Regions from separate parts of the Mus musculus genome. Here all the other regions are linked to region 1. Evidence: chromatin contacts called from public Hi-C data. All regions are on one chromosome and are shown on one strand. Each heading gives the region's core, a stretch centred on a gene start, on an enhancer-like site or on the middle of the called end of the contact. The rest is flanking DNA. Distances are from core to core; before and after follow the strand shown. Region 1 overlaps D430041D05Rik (RIKEN cDNA D430041D05 gene). Region 2 overlaps D430041D05Rik (RIKEN cDNA D430041D05 gene). Region 3 has its middle 6.5 kb from the start of Gm35606.

Region 1 (3,725 bases), core at 600-3,099:
CTCCTGGAGTTATGGAGGTGTCCTTGAAGACAAAAGTTTAGAGATGCTGGCAAAAGTGGGTGTGGCAAGAGAAGAGGCAGGCTGAGGCGCTTTGGAGAGTATCCTGAGTGTAGAGACAGGGAGGGAGGGAAGCAACTGGGAACACCATGGTGCTGTGGAAAGGGCACAGGCTGAGGAGTCATGTCGATGGCAAGCCACCGAGGCAAACCACCAGTGGAGGCTTTGCTTCTTCTACTTACTCAGGGTGTCTTCTTTGGCCTCTGAAGCTAGAATGCCAAAGGTCTATTTATGTGGCTTCGGTATTACAAGTTTTAGGATTTGAGTGAGGGTGGGCCAGTGTGATGCATCTCCATGACATCTACAGAGGCCTGCCATCCGCATCTCTACTCTCTCCAGCAAGCCATGGGCATGGCTGTGTGGCAGCTCCTCCTTTCCATCTGCCTTCTCCTTCTCCTCACCCTCTTTCTCTTCTTCTTTTCCTCCTCCTCCCCTTCTCTATTTGTTTTCAATGCAGAGTCTCACTCTGTACCCCAAACTGGCCTTGAACCTACTTCAGCCTCTCAAGGGCTGGGGTTGCCGACTGCACCACCTCTCTGCTCCTGTGTGGCTGCTTGCTGTGCTGCCTTTGGTGTGATGGTAGCTGTGTTCCCAAAACTTGGTCTCGGTAGAGCATTTTTTCAGCCTCCAAACAAAGCCTTTAAGCCAGGTGCTATCCCAAGGTAAACTCCTTCCCAGTTGTCCCTACTCGGGCTTGTCGGCAATGAAACTCTTGACTGATATCCACATGTATAACAGATATCAAATAACTGTAAGCACTTGCTACTCTGTAACATTGATTTATTTTTAGAACATAACTAGTTTTTCTACTAGAGTTCACCAGGAAAGACTATGGGAATATTCCCTGTTAGTCAGGGAATCGACCATGCCGTGCTATATCAAATGCTTGTGTATAGATCTCCAGAGTGGAAACCCATGGTTGCCCTGATGAATCTAAGCTATCTTGTCATGCATGCCACAAAAATGCAAAACTTCAACACTCAGAATGAAAGATGGTAAAGCCTGTGCTCACACTGGCATTTGGGATGCTCTAGGGTCCATGTGTTCACTGGCATTTGGGATGCTCTAGGGTCCATGTGCTCAAACTGGCATTTGGGATGCTCTAGGGTCCATGGGTAGAAAGCTTTTTAATAGTTGACAAATATTTCATACCTGGCTTTCCAATCTGACTATAACAGGCACAAAAGTTTCTCTCTTGAGCCTAGGCTGCTAACTTCTCTACCCATCGCTTCAGCCTTAAAATAGGACATTAGGAGTCCCTTCTTTATAGTATCACTGTGAGGTTTGAATGCAGTTATAAATCTGTAAGGCTCAGACTACCCTGCCAAATCATGAAGCTAATATTAGCCCAAGATAATCATTTATTTAAAACTTGTTTTGTGTGAGTAACTTGCCTTAGGCCATTTCACAGCTACTTTCCCATTTCTCCAGGTGATCCTGAGAGTAAGACTGGGGCAGGAGAGATGGCTCAGTGGATAGAGGCATTTACTGGAGCTGGGTTGTTGAGACCCACATGGTGGAAGGAGAGAACTGACTCTTGAAAACTGTTCTTTGACCTAAGCACGTATATGAGGCACAGACAGGTAAACTGACTTGCCTGAGATCACATGTTAAGTATGTAGAAAGCTGGGGTTCAAACCTATGTTCTGTCTGTTTCCCCGGCTCAGCTTCATAAACACTGATGTCAGGAGGGAAACGAGCTCAAAGAAAATTGCACAAAGTAGAGAAATCTGAGCCTGTGAACTTTCATAAATGTCACATCCATTCCAGGCCTCTGCCTCTGGGGCTCTGTGGTTGTGTGGTGTCATTGTCCTCAGGAACAAGCACAAAGGGCAGATGACACCCTCTCTCAGCTGCTGCTCCACAGTGGTCAAAAGCAACAGCTGAAGGCTGCCAGTCCACTTGAAATAAACCACACTTAGCATTTCCAGGAGAAAACATCGTTTTTTTTTTTTTTATATTATGGACTATTTGGGAGTCTACTGAACAAGTCCACTACAGCATAGGAGAAAATGAAAATAAAATAAATGAATTTCTATTGAATAGACAATCCTGTGGTAGAGAAGACAGGCCTTGCTGCGGAGGGATGGAAGGTGTGGCTTGCAAATGTATCAGCTTCCAATGGATGGTGTTCTCTGGAAGGCGTCTTTGGTAGCTAGCAACAGTCAGGCTAGCTCTGTGAGAGATTTTCCTGGAAGGCTGAGGTATATAGTGCATATGTGCATGTGTGCATGTGCGCATGTATGTGCCATGGGGAGAATAGAGATCAGAGGACAACTTTTGGAGTAAGTTTTCTCCTTCCACCTAGGTTTCAGGGCAGGGTGTCTCTTATCACTTCTGTTTTTTGTTGTTGTTGTTGTTGTTGTTGTTGTTTTTGGTTTTTTGGTTTTTTGGTTTTTTTTTTTTTTTTTTTTTGCTTTCGTCTTTGCGTCCTATGTTGCCATACAAGAGCTGGGGTTACAGATCCACACCAGCACACCCAGGTTGAAGTGGGTTCCAGGTTGAGTCATCAGGCTTGTGTAGCAAATGCTTTGATCTTCGGAACTGCCTCATCAGTCTCTTTTGAGACATCTGGACTACTTAAAAATTGACAACCCGGAAAATCCCCACAGGCTGTCTTTTTGGAGAGCAAGAATTAGATGGCCTTGGAGCAGACTAGAGGAAGAACAAACAAAAGCAAAGGGAAGGTTTGTGCAGAAACCACTGGGAAAACCTGTGACAATGAAAGGAAGGACAAGTTACTCCCCAGTTGCAGACACTGACCCCTGCAAGCCACAGCTGCCCACACTGCTTCCTACTGAGTGGGCTTAAGGGTATCTCAACAGTGTCTCTCCTTAGCATTCCCCACCCCACTGTTTCTGTTGAGACAATTTTCCATAGTGCAGGCTAGTCTAGAAATTACTACATACATTGGCTGGCTTTGAACTCAGCATTCTTTTTGCCTCCCAAGTACTGAGATTAGACTGTGAGCCAGCGCATCTTGTTGCTCCCACCTCTTTCCCTATGTTCCCTGTTTCCTATCTTCTTTCTTTTGTGGTACTGGGATTAAATCCAGGGCCAGGCAAGTGTAGTCCTGCTTAGCAATTTCAACCCCTTTTTACACTTCGTGTTTTAAGATGGAGTCTACTTAAGTTGCCCAGGCCAGCCCTGGAGTTACCCTGTAGCCCAGACAGGTCTTGAATATTCAATTCTCCTGCTTTAGCCCTAATGTTCTCATTTTCCATGCCAGATTTAGAGGACTTCAATGAAAATCCAAGCCCTATAAAATTCCTTTGTCGTTTCAAAGCATTATCTCTCTTGACTTCCATATTCCTTTGCTTTCCTTCGAGGAGGCTCAGAGCAGTGTCTCAATGGGCTTCCCCCGAGCACTTCCTGGTGTCTTCATTTAATCATGGTTTTATGAACTCTTCATATGCCAACCACACAGTTTTGCAGCCTTAGAGTCATGCTCAGGAGACAGACACTGGTATGTTTTATCCCTGCAGACAATTTTAAAGGCTTTCCCATCTGAGCTTTTTAGTGATTTGTGAAACTCAGATGGAAGTTACATTATGGGGATTTTGCAGCAGGGTAGCTGTGCACGAGATGCATTGTGGTAATACAGGCTGCTGTCTTGTTTGTTTATGCAGCTATCATTAAGGTAGGTTTTAAGGAACCAATCCTATTTT
Region 2 (3,725 bases), core at 751-3,250, 140 kb after region 1:
TTCTCCCCCACCTGTTAATTAAAGGCCAAGAAAAAGAGGCAATGAGCCAGAATGGCAGACTTGGGTTGACAGGCTGTTTAAGAGGTGTTGTCATTTTGGAAATAGAGTCTCCTGCAAATCAGTATCCAAATGAAAGACAATCGGTGCTAAGAGGCTTGGGAGTCTACAAAAGAGAAGCGGTTGTTTGTGGAGGTTTTGCTTTGTCCATATTGAGGATGGCTTGAGAACCTGGCCAACCAGAGGGAACAATAGATGCATCAACTTTAACAAGATCTATCTCCTACACAGTGCCATTCAGCATGCATTGCTGAGTGATTTGAAGCAGACCATGACTGATTCCATTAGAAGTGGGAAAGGTGGAGCCACAGTCATCCCAAGCTGCAGCCTCTGTTTGTAGAAACCTCTGAATGTAGGAAATCTTATGTGAAATTAAGGCATCTTTCTTAAAAGTCTGTGGAGTTCACCAGTTCTCCATAGTGGATGGACACAGGAGGAAATTTGCTGAGACAGCAGGGATGTCCTGGTATGGAGCATCAGCCTGCAGAGTCCTGGGTGGAAACACTGCCTTGTAGCTCTGGGGTACCAGCCACAGATGATCCCTCTTGTACAAATAAAACTGATTTGGGGTGCCAGAAGAAAAGGAAAACCTAAGTTTCCACCCTAGCTTTGGGAGCCATGTATGGTGTCAGTGGGACAATTTGGTGTGTATTGGGGAATATGGTCCTACCCCACCTTCACCCATGACCCATCTTGCTTCTGCTGTCCCCGTGTCCCTCCTAACCCATCTATGCATTGTCTTCATGAGTTTCTTTGGTCTTTACTGAAGGAAGAGAGAGGAGAGTAGGATTGGAACTGATTAGAATGGGAGATTCAAACTGTCAAAGCACAGAACTTTCCCAAGAAGCTGTTTTTATTTCCCTATGGCAAACTGTCCTTTCTGGAATGTTCAGAGATGATAATGTTGTGGAATCCCCAGACAAGTCTCTTGTGGGGATGATGTTAGGTAGCGAGCGCCCTTTTAGTATGCTGGTTGATCTTTCATAGTCTTAGTCTTTTGTTACTTAATAAGAAATCAGCTATAAATAAAATGTATTTTTGTAATTTCCATGTGTATATATGGTATATTTCTACCAATGGCCAGTTGTAGTCCAAATCCGAAATCAGCTTGCAGAACACTGTGGCCAGTGCAAGATTTTACTGACAGACTAATACGATGCCTAAACCTAGCCACACGGGCATTTGATGCACATGAATGAGCAAAGAGCCAAAGAAACTCAGCCTTTTCATGCAAATGGTGTAAGACTGATATCGCCAGCTACATCGCTCCACTTTATCAATAATATCAGCTTTCCATCCATGCGGCGTATCAACTTGGGACTTTGTGGACTTGGCAAATGCTTGGAATGTGAGAAAGAAGTTTCTAGACTGTATGCTTCAAAAAGACAGTGTCTAAGCTTTGGGCTCCAGTAACTTCCAGAAAGATCATGAATCCAGAGTTAACAGTGGTGTAGCTCCAGATTTCTAGGAAGATGAAGCTGCCGCTTGCTGGAGTCTTGGCAGAACCCATGAAATGTTTAGTTCATCGGGACAATTAAAATAGAGCCTGGTAAATCAGCTGCCCTTTTCAGCTAGACACCATGGGTTCCAGAAGTCTATGCAAAGAAAAGCTTAAATTAATGAAAACATTGCTATGCTCATGTTTTTCTACCATGATTAAAGTCTCCTGGGACTAAGATGTTGTTCTTTCCCTAAAGAGTCTCCTAATGGTATAGAGGTGATAGGTCCCCAGATAGGAGACTCTGAGAAGTTCAGATGGTTAAAATCATTTGATATAAAAAATGAGATGAGGTCCCAAGGGAGCCCAGAGGAGGCAGCAGTGAGCTCAGATCATCATGACCTTCCAGACAGTCACAGAAGCCATTGAGGATCTCAGTGGTTTGCAAGGAGGAAGCCAAACTCCAGACAAGTGGAGGGTGGAGCCCCAGCCTGCTGACTCATGCTCCAGCCTGCTGACTCATGTCCCAGCCTGCTGACTCATGCCCCAGCCTGCTCTCCATTTCACCACGCTGCCTGTACACTTGTTGGGGACACATTTCTTTAATTGTGCCCAGAACTTTAAAAAAAAAAAAATAGGTAGGGTTTCTGTGAGATTCCATAATACTCTTGCCAAGAAGGAGGAGGAGGAAGAAGAGGAAGAGGAAGAGAAGATGATCAATTTGGTTGTTTCCAGAGAGTTCCACTAAAGAAACTATGTCCTTAGTTGCCAGTGAAGCTTATGGGGGTAACTTACTCAATTCAGCACCGTGGATTAAAAAGGCAAGCAGGGATGCTCTGACATTCTGTCACTGCATCAGGTGATCCAGTAGGGTGGGGACATAAAGGCCTCCTGTGTGGCCTGGTACCTGAGATCTGAGGTTGTGCAGAATCAGGACGGTAACTGTGAGCTATGGAATGGGGGGACATCACCTCCGGAAGGGTTCGAAGCAGTTCACTGTCCCATGAAAGATAATGCTGTGCACTCATTATTTTAAAAGCCCAGGAGAAGAGCAACAGACAGACAGACAGACAGACAGAGAAACAAAAAAAGTAACATGCAATTTCTGAATAATCTTAATACAAGAAAGAAAATGGTAAGATCTGTGATTCAGAAGAAATCCTTCTGTGGGGGATGGTAGACTGGAGGGGCGTGACGATTCTTATATCTAAGTAAAAGCAATGTTTCCCTGCCAGGCAAAACTTGAAATAGATCAAAAACTATTGATTTCATATAAATGAGCCCCATTTTTCCCCACAGAGTACACAAGTATTCAAAAGTTCAATGAATAATGAATGTAATGGAAATTTTCAAGTTCAAGAAAAAGGTTTGGGCTTAAGCCCAATCTTAGAGTTTGGACTTCCCTTACAAAGTACAGTCCAAGACTCCCTAAGGTGTGATGTACAGTTTAGCTTGTGACCACCCTCAAAGGTGTTCTAGTCTCAAGGACCAAAAACCTGTCCAGCCTGGCTCCAGCTCAGGGACTGACTGGAAGAGACTGGGACAAAGGGCAAAGGAGACATCAGCCAGCCCACCTCTCTCTCTCTCTCTCTCTCTCTCTCTCTCTCTCTCTCTCTCTCTTTCTCTCTCTCCCACTCTCTCCTCTGCAGCTCCCATCTGTCTCTCTCAGCACATGTGTTCCACCACCCCCTCGCTTGCCTGGGCCATCCAGCGTCCCCACTAATGCATATGGAACCAAATACCAACCTCAGAACTCACACCACACCTTTCCTTCCCAGTGCAGACTACTCTTGAACTAGCATCTTTGAGCTTCCTTACACAAACGTTTGAGAACCTGATTGGTCCAGTTCATACCTGCCTGTGGTGGATAAGCCACGCTCAGGGCAGGTGCCCATCCAGTCAGCTGTAAGCAAAGAGGCAGGGTTCTGTCATATAAGCATGGTTCCTGGATTGACCCGTTTGGCAGGGGCTCTAGTTGAGGGTTGGTACCCCAAGGAAGGATCATGATCGGCCGGACTCCTTAAAGGAACCTGCCACAGATTGGAACTGACCATAAGTATCCCTAAGATACCACCTGTCAGCCTGCACTCAGAGGGCAGTCCTCTTGATACCGCCCTCCGTATGAGGAAAAGGCACCTCCCACTTGTACGTGAGGTGAGAGTGCACACACCTGGTCGTCTGGTAGACTGGCCAGACTGCCCCCCAGACCCTCCCCACCCCTACCCAACCT
Region 3 (3,725 bases), core at 781-3,280, 130 kb before region 1:
TTTGTGCCCCGCCCCTGTGCCCATAAGCCCATAAGTCATGTTGGGACATCTCACTAGTGACATGTTGTTCTGTCTGATGGTGGCCAAGCATTGTCACATGCTTTCCTCATTTTCTCCTGTTCACAGTGTGCAGCTAATAGTGAGACTTCAGTGAAAATTACATTAATGGTTTCTTCAACATCATTTTCTATGTATGTATGTATGTATGTATGTATGTATGTATGTATGTATGTATGTATCTATCTATCTATCTATCTATCTATCTAATCTATCTCTATCCACCCACCCACCCACCCACCCACCCATCTACCCACCTAAGTTCTTGCTATGTAGCCTAGGCTGGTCTTGAATTTATACTCCTCTGGCCTCAGCCTTCTAAGGGCTGGAATTATAGGCAAATGCCAGGTTTTCCAACACGTTTTTAATTCTAGACAGCCAAGAAGGCAGCCTGTCAAGTGTTTGCCAATCCACTGGCAAATTTCAAGCAACTTGCCTGCTATCATTGAACATGAAGAAACACACCTCATTTCGCAGAGACAGAAATAACCTCAAGCATGGAGATTACAGGATGTACAGCCCAATTAGTGTAAAGTGGCGAGTGCAAGCCATCCCTGCAAGGTTGTTATCAATAGAAGAACATTAAAATGGTTTCCTGACCTTTATGAAGGTATTACAAAGGCCCCTATCATGGTCGGAGTATTTACAGAAATGAGCCGAGGAAGAAGAGGCTTATGTGGTGTAATATGCAAAACATTGCCACTGTGAAGAGTGGTTTATCTTATCCCACCTCCGTTATGCAACACCTCTTCTGTCCTTGGCCAATTGCTACGTTCTTTACTAAGTTGTGATGTCTTGGATTTCATACTTAGTCTGTTGCTTATCTCCACTGTCCAGCAGTTCCTCTAACCTGAATTTCTCAGGATTGCTTCCTCCATAGAGTATCTGTCTTCATGTTTCTGGACAGAACCACTTTGCTTGTATATGCTGATGAATTTGTCCTTCCCAGGTCCCCAAGATTTATCTGAATAATCCACACAGCACAACACATGTGTCAGCCTTCCCACCATCAGCTACTGGTTCTCTGAGTCCAGTTACCTTTACTCCAGTGCCTGCCTCTGTTGTCACTCTCCTTTGCTAGACAAGTCTTCAGTCTCTCCCTCTCCCTCTCTGTTTCTGTCTGTCTGTCTGTCTCTCTCTCGTGTGTGTGTGTGTGTGTGTAGTGTAGTGTAGTGTAGTTATGTGTACATGTGTGTAGATATGCACAGGCCCTTGTAAAGGCACAGGCCAGAAGAGGATGCCAGGTGTCTGTCTGTCTGTCTGTCTGTCTGTCTGTCTGTGTTTTAGGTCAGGTTCCTTCTCACGGATCCTGAAACTCATCATTTTGCCTCCCCTCTCCATCTCCCAGCCCACCCCCCCACCCCACCCCCAGTGCTGGAATTGTAGGTACACACAACTTTGCCCAGCTACTACCTGGCTGCTGGGGAATTTGAACACATGCCCTCTGGCTTTCACACTAAGTGCTCTTACCACTGAGACCCCCTCCCCAGCTCTTGAGTATCCAGTGTTGTAAAATATTATGTAGGCTTATTACTCTGGAAGACTGAAAGGAAGCCCAGCCACACCCTTCTCTGTCTGCTGGAACTGATGACAGCTGGGCAGTTGCTAGTCTTGGAAGAACTGTGTGACTGGCCACTGTGTGGGAGGCATGTGTATTAGTGATTTGTAGACTGGAGGGTTAACAAAGGTTGCTGATACGGTCATTGACACTATGCTGAGACCAACTTGGTCTACACAGGGAGTTCTAGGCTAGCCAGTACTATATAGTAGGACCCAGACTAAGGGAGGGAGGGATGTAGGGAAGGAAGGAGGGAGGAAGAACAACAAAAAATGAGTCTGTATTATAGGCAAATTAGTGTTACTTAACTAAAATGGTGGTAAATGGGATTCATGCACGTTGGAACCATGGACTGTGAGCACTGGCTGTGTCAATTGATTTTTAATGGTGTCTAATTGTAACTTTTGTAATTCAATTTAAGAAGAATGACTAACAAGTAGCTCCCAGAAGTCTTGGAATCTTAGTAATCCGCTCTCACAAGCCACATCCAGCTGGTACAAGCCACATCCAGCTGGTACAAGCCACAACCAGCTGGTACAAGCCACATCCAGCTGGTACAAGCCACATCCAGCTGGTACAAGCCACATCCAGCTGGTACAAGCCACATCTAGCTGGTACAAGCCACAACCAGCTGGTACAAGCCACATCCAGCTGGTACAGCCACATCCAGCCCGTCTCTGCATTCAGACTTTCCCACTGATGTCCCTAATTCAAATTAGGAAGCTGGGGCCTGTGACTCCAATCCCCAGGAAGGATGATGGAGCCAAAGTTGACACTTTCTTAGCTCTCCTCAAACCTGCATTCAAATAACCAAAATAATTATAACAACCCCACAGCCTTATTGTATAACTTCTTGGTTTTCATTCAAAGAATATTTGACAATTCAATAACTTTTCATTAAAAAATCATTTTTGACTACACTGTGTCTGTTCTTCACGATTAGCTGGGCTTTAAAAATTGTACTCTGGCAACAAATAACCCCCAATGTTTTAGGAGCTGAAAATGTTAGTCTTATCTAGCAGTGCTGGCTGCAGATCTGGGCACAGCTGCAGGTTTGTTCATTTGTAGGGTTCTGGCAGAAGGAGTTGGGAATATTGGACATGCTTCCCTCATGGAACGTGGTTGGTCCGTTCTTCCTTTCTTCCTTCCTCCTTCCTTCCCTACACCCATCCTTCCCTTAGTCTGAGTTCTACTATGTAGCTCTGACTAGCCTGGAACTCCCTGTGTAGACCAAGTTGGTCTCAGAGACCTGCCTGCCTCTGCCTCCAGGGTGCTGGGATTAACGGCTTTAACATTGTTCTTGGAGTGGAACTGTACACAGTAGCTTTTGTGATATGCCATTAGCTAAGAACAAGAGACTTGAGGGGAAGATCAGCGCTGCATTTGTGGCACAGTCGTTGTGGGGAACTCCATTGTTCTACATGGCGAGAGAAGAAACCACCCCAGTTCTGTCCTTATGAGGCCGGTTAGCTTTTCAAAAGCTGCTAAAGTCCAGGATCAATATTTTAAAGAAATTCTTTGCTTAAGCTAAAGTATCTGCTTCCTGTAACCCAAATGTGTGGTCTATCAGTCAGCAAGGGCGTCACGAGGAGTTTGTTAGAAAGAGATTCTGGGTGACCTTCCCAAGCTTTAATGCTTAGACCCACCAAGCGAATGTCTCTGCTCAGAAGCCCTCTTCAGGGAAAGAGCAGGAATTCTCTCTTCCTCTCTCTACTTTCTCTGCATTCTCAGATATATGGCTTCCTTGACTCTCTTCTCTCTTCCTTCCCCCTCTACTTGGCATCATTAGGTTTCCACTGTTGAGTCAACACCGTTCCTTTCCTCTCCCCTCCCCTCCTTGCCTTGGCTCAGACCTGAGACTTTCGTGTTATGTGACCGCCATCCTGTCCCCTAAGCTGTCCATGTGTTCCTACCTTATTTTCTGCCCACGTGATCTTTCTAGAATTTACTTTTCATCCATTTAGTGGCAGTGGAGATGACAAGAAATTTGGAGCCAGGGGAGGAGGTGATACACATGTACGGTGTAGACCCAAAGCGAGCTCTGCCTAACAAAATTAGCATCGAGAAAAGTCCCAACCAGTTCAGAAATCTTCAGTTCAGCAACATTCAG

What was found. Hi-C and Micro-C count contacts between places; a contact is called where the count stands out from the background.
Region 2: a Hi-C map of myocytes shows a contact between it and region 1, with 2.0 times the contacts expected there. The contact joins two enhancer-like sites. A contact is called at or near these places in 1 of 15 datasets of contacts at CTCF or cohesin (embryonic stem cells), 11 of 484 Hi-C or Micro-C datasets (the C2C12 cell line, CD8 T cells, the G1E-ER4 cell line and 7 more), 2 of 115 datasets of contacts at active chromatin or transcription factors (both in embryonic stem cells) and 1 of 9 other capture datasets (embryonic stem cells).
Region 3: a contact with region 1 is called in a Hi-C map of myocytes, with 3 times the contacts expected there. The contact joins two enhancer-like sites. A contact is called at or near these places in 8 of 39 promoter capture datasets (the 3T3-L1 cell line, 3T3-L1-derived adipocytes, cranial neural crest and 4 more), 6 of 484 Hi-C or Micro-C datasets (the G1E-ER4 cell line, differentiating embryonic stem cells, embryonic stem cells and 2 more), 3 of 115 datasets of contacts at active chromatin or transcription factors (embryonic forebrain, embryonic stem cells and forebrain) and 1 of 9 other capture datasets (embryonic stem cells).

The regions. Positions count from the first base shown.
Region 1 is chr2:104,285,210-104,288,934 of GRCm38.p6, reverse strand. All of the region lies in intron 1 of D430041D05Rik (RIKEN cDNA D430041D05 gene), which reads left to right. Among named protein-coding and RNA genes, the nearest start is that of Gm22501, 59 kb to the right of the region's middle. Within about 2 kb of position 1,849, at least 3 of the 459 cell types and tissues checked have an H3K27ac peak or open chromatin away from gene starts, as enhancers often do. A contact at or near this core is called in myocytes, where this site is marked.
Region 2 is chr2:104,144,421-104,148,145 of GRCm38.p6, reverse strand. It overlaps D430041D05Rik (RIKEN cDNA D430041D05 gene), which reads left to right. Exons shown (of 21, transcript NM_001368844.1): 21 at 1-3,725. Among named protein-coding and RNA genes, the nearest start is that of A930018P22Rik, 24 kb to the right of the region's middle. Within about 2 kb of position 2,000, at least 68 of the 459 cell types and tissues checked have an H3K27ac peak or open chromatin away from gene starts, as enhancers often do. A contact at or near this core is called in myocytes, where this site is marked.
Region 3 is chr2:104,418,131-104,421,855 of GRCm38.p6, reverse strand. No RefSeq gene overlaps it. Among named protein-coding and RNA genes, the nearest start is that of Gm35606, 6.5 kb to the right of the region's middle. Within about 2 kb of position 2,030, at least 5 of the 459 cell types and tissues checked have an H3K27ac peak or open chromatin away from gene starts, as enhancers often do. A contact at or near this core is called in myocytes, where this site is marked.